Regions from separate parts of the Rattus norvegicus genome. Here region 2 is linked to region 1. A link is a contact called in public Hi-C data. All regions are on one chromosome and are shown on one strand. The core of a region is the stretch at or near the end of the contact, and the rest is flanking DNA. Distances in the headings are between cores, read along the strand shown.

Region 1 (2,685 bases), core at 124-2,623:
AGGCAATTAACTTAGTATTTCCAGGCTTCTCTTAAAACACTATGAAGAACCCACACATTACAAGTCTGGGAGGAAATTGTCAAGTAGGTAGAGTAGGTAGGAGTCAAAAAATATTCTGCTTTTATCACCTTAACTATGATAGAAATTCCCAGAATTTGCTTTGTTCATTTAAAAATATTTGAACGGGGGCTGGGGATTTAGCTCAGTGGTAGAGCGCTTACCTAGGAAGCGCAAGGCCCTGGGTTCGGTCCCCAGCTCCGAAAAAAAGAACCAAAAAAAAAAAAAAATTTGAACGTTGCCCTAGCATCCTTCCGAGTCTAACAAAAATCTGGTATTGCACACAGTTTTATTCGTACAAAACGTTGAAACTAGAAAAGGCACTGGAACAAGTCAATCTTTAGGTTGAAAAGCGCAGTTACTAGATTAAGTGCAACAGCCAATTTAAAACACGTCGTGTTTTCGCCTCATTACTTCAAATCTATCTTCTGTCTCATTTGCGTTGTCACGGCCTACGCCGATTTGTACAAGCCTTAACGAACCCTAGAGTTGAACAAAAGGCGTGTTCCTTGATTGGATTTCAGAAAAATGGATAGACTTGATTTCAATTTAACTCCACAGCCCTCAAAACACAGGGCTTGTTCCCGGGAGATCAGATCTTGCTCTTTCTTCTATATGCCCCTAGGTTTCACTTCTCATCATTCGCCACAAGCCTCGTTCATCCCTGACCACCCAAATCTCAGATACAGCCAACACCGCTGGGCTAAGTCACCGTGAAGTTACAGGAGACTGAATTTCTTAGAGCCTCGCTGGTGGGAGGGGGAAAGGGACAACCAATGCATCTTTAAGTTCCCCCCTCACCCCCAACGCCTTCACTTAAACTTCCGGAGAAGCCTCGAGGGGAGCACAAGAACCTGTCCCACGAGCCCAAAGTTTGCGCTCCCCGCCGACTGCCGGGCGCCCAATTACTCCCAACTGCCACCTCGGAAGCAAGCCACGTCGCCGTCTCGAGCTGCGGCGCGGAGTTACCAGGCGCTTGGGGGTTGGCGCCCCGGAGGGTAAAGCTCGGGGAGCGGGAGCAGCCCCGCGGCCTAGCTCGCCCGGAGCCTTCGCTCCCCACCCGTAGGGCCGTCGCGCTCGGGCCAGGCGGCCATGTTGCGCGAGTCCCCACCGGCTCGGCCCGTGTGGCGGGCGCCCACCTGGCGGCTTGGTGGTGGTGAGCGTCGTCGGGACCACTTTGCTGGTCGTGGTCGGCGGGTCAGTCACGTTGGGAGATGCGCTGCTGTTGCTCTGCGCGGCCGACAGGCAGAGCGCGGCGAGGCAGGTGGCGGCCCAGAACAGTCCGCGGGAGGCGCCCGACATCGTGTCCTCAGCCCAGGCGTCCAGGAGAAAAGCTGCGGCAAGCCAGGTTCCGTCCAGCCCTGCGTCCCTGCGGCGCCGCCCCCGAGAAGCCCGCCCCGCCGGAGCGCGCGGCGGTCACGTGATCGGCCCGGCGGGGGGCGGGGCGGGTGAGACCACCAGGAAGCCGGCAGGAGGGGAAGAGGCGGCCGAGGAGGCCGCCGCCATGTTGCTCCTCTGAGGCAGCAGTCCTTTGAGTCGCAAAGCGGTCCTTCTTGTCCTGAGAGGGCCACGCGCGACACAATGGAGCTCTCCTCACATCGGGACCACAGAAGGCCCTCCCCCGCGCCGGCAAGGATGGAACTGCCCACGTGACGCAGCGGGGGGCGTCTCCCTGCACCGCCTGGGAGGCGGGCCGCGATGGGTCACGTGACCCCTTCGGTAGCGCGCTGCGGAGTTCGGTTTAGCCGGGTAGAGTCTGAGACCGCTGGGTTTGTGTTGTGCTGGCAGCGCTCGCTCCCTTAGGGCTCTGTTGGCGCGGCCTTTTCCCCTTGAAGTTTGATGTATTTTTAAGTGTGATTTTTTTTTAAAGAGTTCGGGGACTCAGGGTAATGACGGGGCCTCGTGATCAAGGAGTTTCTTCCCGGCCGCGGGTTCAGTGCGGGTGGTTGTGGGTGGGACCGAAAGTGATCTTCTGTCCCGGACGCTTCCATGTCGTAACCGCCATCGGTGCCCTTGCCTAACCTGCTTCTTCCGAGTGACTCAGAGATCCGCAGTAGCGGCCGACCTCTCCCAACACCAATCACTGTGGTCAGAAAGAAACGGTCAAGGATGAAAAAGCCTTCGTGTCCCTTCCCACACAAGTGAGAAAGTACGAGACTTGGGGAAAGTGACCTGACCCTGATACTAGGATTGCCTGGTGGCAGAACCAGCATTTTCAGTGTCTGTCTGACTCTGGCTTTCCGTAGTCGTGAGCGCCATCTGATGCTGGTCTCACAAAATACTCAACGCTTGACGTACTTTTATTAAGGTTTTGGTTTTTTTTTTGTTTTTGTTTTTGTTTTTTGTTTTTTTTTTTTAAATAAAACTTGAAAATGATCTGTAGAGCTGGGGATGCTGCTCATTTGATAGAACGATTGCCCCTCATGCATGAGTCGGGGTATGTAATGCTGTCTTGACTGCTTAGCATTTGCCAAGCATTTGCCGTGGTGTTTTATGTTGTAATTTAAGTGTCATAACAAGAATCTCAGCTGTAGTACACATTTTTAAAAACGACTGTAGACGCGTTTTTACAACTTTAGCGGAAGATTGGAGGCCCTCATTTCTGCCAGTAGCGAGTTCAGTGTTGCC
Region 2 (2,685 bases), core at 110-2,609, 130 kb before region 1:
GAGTAGCCAAAACTGAAGCCAAACGAGCGACAGGAAAAAGCTGGAGGATGCCCAGTGATGCAGAGCACAGTACAATATTGGGGGTGATGCTCCCTCAAGGCGCCAGAGTGGGGTCAGTGTTCAGGGCCACGGGCGGCTGTGCAGGCCTCTGCCAGGGGGTGCCGTGGGAGGTGGAAGCCACACTCCTGCAGCTGTGACACGGTCTGAAAATCAGGAGTGACGGTGGCTTCTTCTAACTGCTTTTGTAGCAGACTGGATGGTTAATGTTTTGTGCCCTCTGATTGGTTACTCATGGAGACGTAGGTCTCTGTTGTTTGGAAACAAGTGTCTGAGCTGAAAAGGTGCAAGGCTCGAGCTTTGGAAGACAGTTCTTTTTCACACATGACCTTGACCTGCCAGTGAGAGCCTCACGCCGACCAACTAAGTAAATGGGAGATTGGGACTTGTCCTGTGGTAATTGTCTGTATTAAATGAAAGAAGGCAAAGTCATTACTCCAGACACAAGTTTTTAAGTGTTTCTTTCTGTGTGTGTGTGTGTGTATGTATGTGTATATGTGTATGTATTTGTATGTATGTATGCATGTGTGTTTGTGTATATATGTATGTGTATATATGTGTGTTTGTGTATGTAGTGTTTGTGTGTATGTATGTGTGTTTTTGTTTGCATGTTTGTGTGTGTAGTGTGTGTGTGTATATGTATGTATGTGTTTGTGTGTGTGTGTTTGTTACGTATGTATATGTGTGTATATGTGTTTATATGTATGTGTGTTTGTATGTGTGTTTGTATGTGTGTTTATGTGTGTGTTTGTGTATGTGTGTATGTGTGTGTTTGTTTGTGTATGTATGTGTTTATGTGTTTGTGTACGTATGTATGTGTTTGTGTATGTAGGTGTGTGTGTTTATATGTATGTGTGTTTGTGTGTTTGTGTATATGTGTGTGTTTGTGTGTATGTATGTGTGTATGTGTTTGAGTGTATATATGTGTGTGTATTTGTGTGTGTGTGTGTGTCTACACATGTCCTAGTTTTCTCTTCCCCTGAGGCAGGGTATTCCATGGCAATAGGAGAGTCAAAGGGCAGAAAAAACCCAGAAGAGTAAGCACTCAGCAGGGACTGTAGGAGCCTGTAGCTCATTCTATGCTAAGCTGTCAAGCTGCCCACTAGTTCCTCCCAGGGTACACAGAACTATCTTAATTTAAAGCAATTGTTGAAAATATCCCCCCTCCAGCCTGCCCTGAGAATAAGTTCCCTGTAGAAACTGAGCTTTCTGGGCCAAAATTGTAGAATATGGTCTTCCAAGTCAGAAACTCTGGGCAAAGAGCCCATCTTAAATGGCTAAGCCAAATTTTCATCTGAGGTACAATTGATCCCTGTCCTGCACACTGACTCTGGTGCCAAGTCTCCTCAGCCATTTTCGATTGTTAAATATATTGGTATCACCACTTAAGAGGTTCTGGGACATATTAGGTCCTTTCAGTTCTTTAGAATAACTCATAAAATTAAAGCTGATGTCAGCTTAATGGCTTGAGGGACAAGAGTGGCCAGAAAGTTGGTGTGGCAGCTCCTGGATCATGCTGTCCTATCTCCTGATGCTCTCTCCACAGTAACCAGATACGTTCTACAACTTGAATTTGCATCTGTATACAGCCCTAAAATGAGTTTTGTGCATTATCCCCGTAATAAGGGAAAAGAGGTTGTGTGGTAAGTTGTGTCTACCATTGGTTTTCCGTTTGACACTTTGGTGTGAGGTAAAGTACTATCTTTAAAAGTTATCGTAGGGGCTGGGGATTTAGCTCAGTGGTAGAGCGCTCGCCTAGCAAGCACAAGGCCCTGGGTTCGGTCCCCAGCTCCGGAAAAAAAAGAAAAAAAAAAGAAGAAAAAAAAGAAAAAAAAAAGATAGACCCAGGGAAGCTGGATAGCATCAGTTTTGTCTGCTTCCCTATTTCCTCAGACATTTCCTGGCCACTCGCCCTGCTGTGTGGCACATTACTTTCTGAGAGTTGGCCCTTGACACACAGAGGTGACATTTGACAGGTTAGGATGACTTCTCAGGCAAATACCAGCCCGGAGTTTAAATGGTAACAGGCCAGTTAACAAACGGATAACAAACAGAACCGGTGAGGCAGAAAGATCATGCCCCGCCCTTGCTAGGAAGGAATTTGTCATGAAATTGCTCAGTGATCCATCTGTTACCGCCTCTCGGATGAGTCTGAACACCGAGAGATGACATTAGCTTAACTTATATTTTCCTTCTCAACAGAGAAAATACTCCAACATTTGGGACATGCTTACCTTAAAAGAGTATTTGCTATTTATCTGAAATTCAAAGTTGGTTGGATGCCCTGTATTCCTCCTTATTTGGGGGGAGGCTCAGGAGGCAGCCACAGCTTACATCAGACAAGTCCAAGGACAACTTAGCAGAGTGTATTCTTGCTTTCTATCGCGTGAGTTCCCGGGATTGAACTTGGGTCCTCCGACTTGGTGGCAGGTGCTTTACTTCCTGAACCATCTTGCCTGCTGGGCCATTCTATGTTCTTATTGGCTGACTCTGGTAACCTTATTCAATAATGAGAATTCAATTTAGCATGATCCTTTGCAACGTGGCCTCACCAGATTGGGATGGATACAAAGGACTCTTCTCCCCAGCCAACTTCTGTAGGAGAATCTCTTATAAGCATCACCTGTC

The links. A called contact is a pair of places that touch in the nucleus more often than the background predicts.
Region 2: a contact with region 1 is called in a Hi-C map of liver, with 2.5 times the contacts expected there. The contact joins the enhancer-like site here to the promoter of Cd164 in region 1. A contact is called at or near these places in 3 of 12 Hi-C or Micro-C datasets (the A7r5 cell line, liver and mammary epithelial cells) and 1 of 1 datasets of contacts at active chromatin or transcription factors (oligodendrocytes).

Annotation. Positions count from the first base shown.
Region 1 is chr20:46,605,127-46,607,811 of GRCr8, reverse strand. It overlaps Cd164 (CD164 molecule), which reads right to left and starts at 1,373. Exons shown (of 6, transcript NM_031812.1): 1 at 1,197-1,373. The coding sequence starts at 1,359.
Region 2 is chr20:46,739,780-46,742,464 of GRCr8, reverse strand. All of the region lies in intron 16 of Ccdc162 (coiled-coil domain containing 162), which reads left to right. Among named protein-coding and RNA genes, the nearest start is that of Ccdc162, 79 kb to the left of the region's middle. Within about 2 kb of position 1,359, at least 1 of the 93 cell types and tissues checked has an H3K27ac peak or open chromatin away from gene starts, as enhancers often do. A contact at or near this core is called in liver, where this site is marked.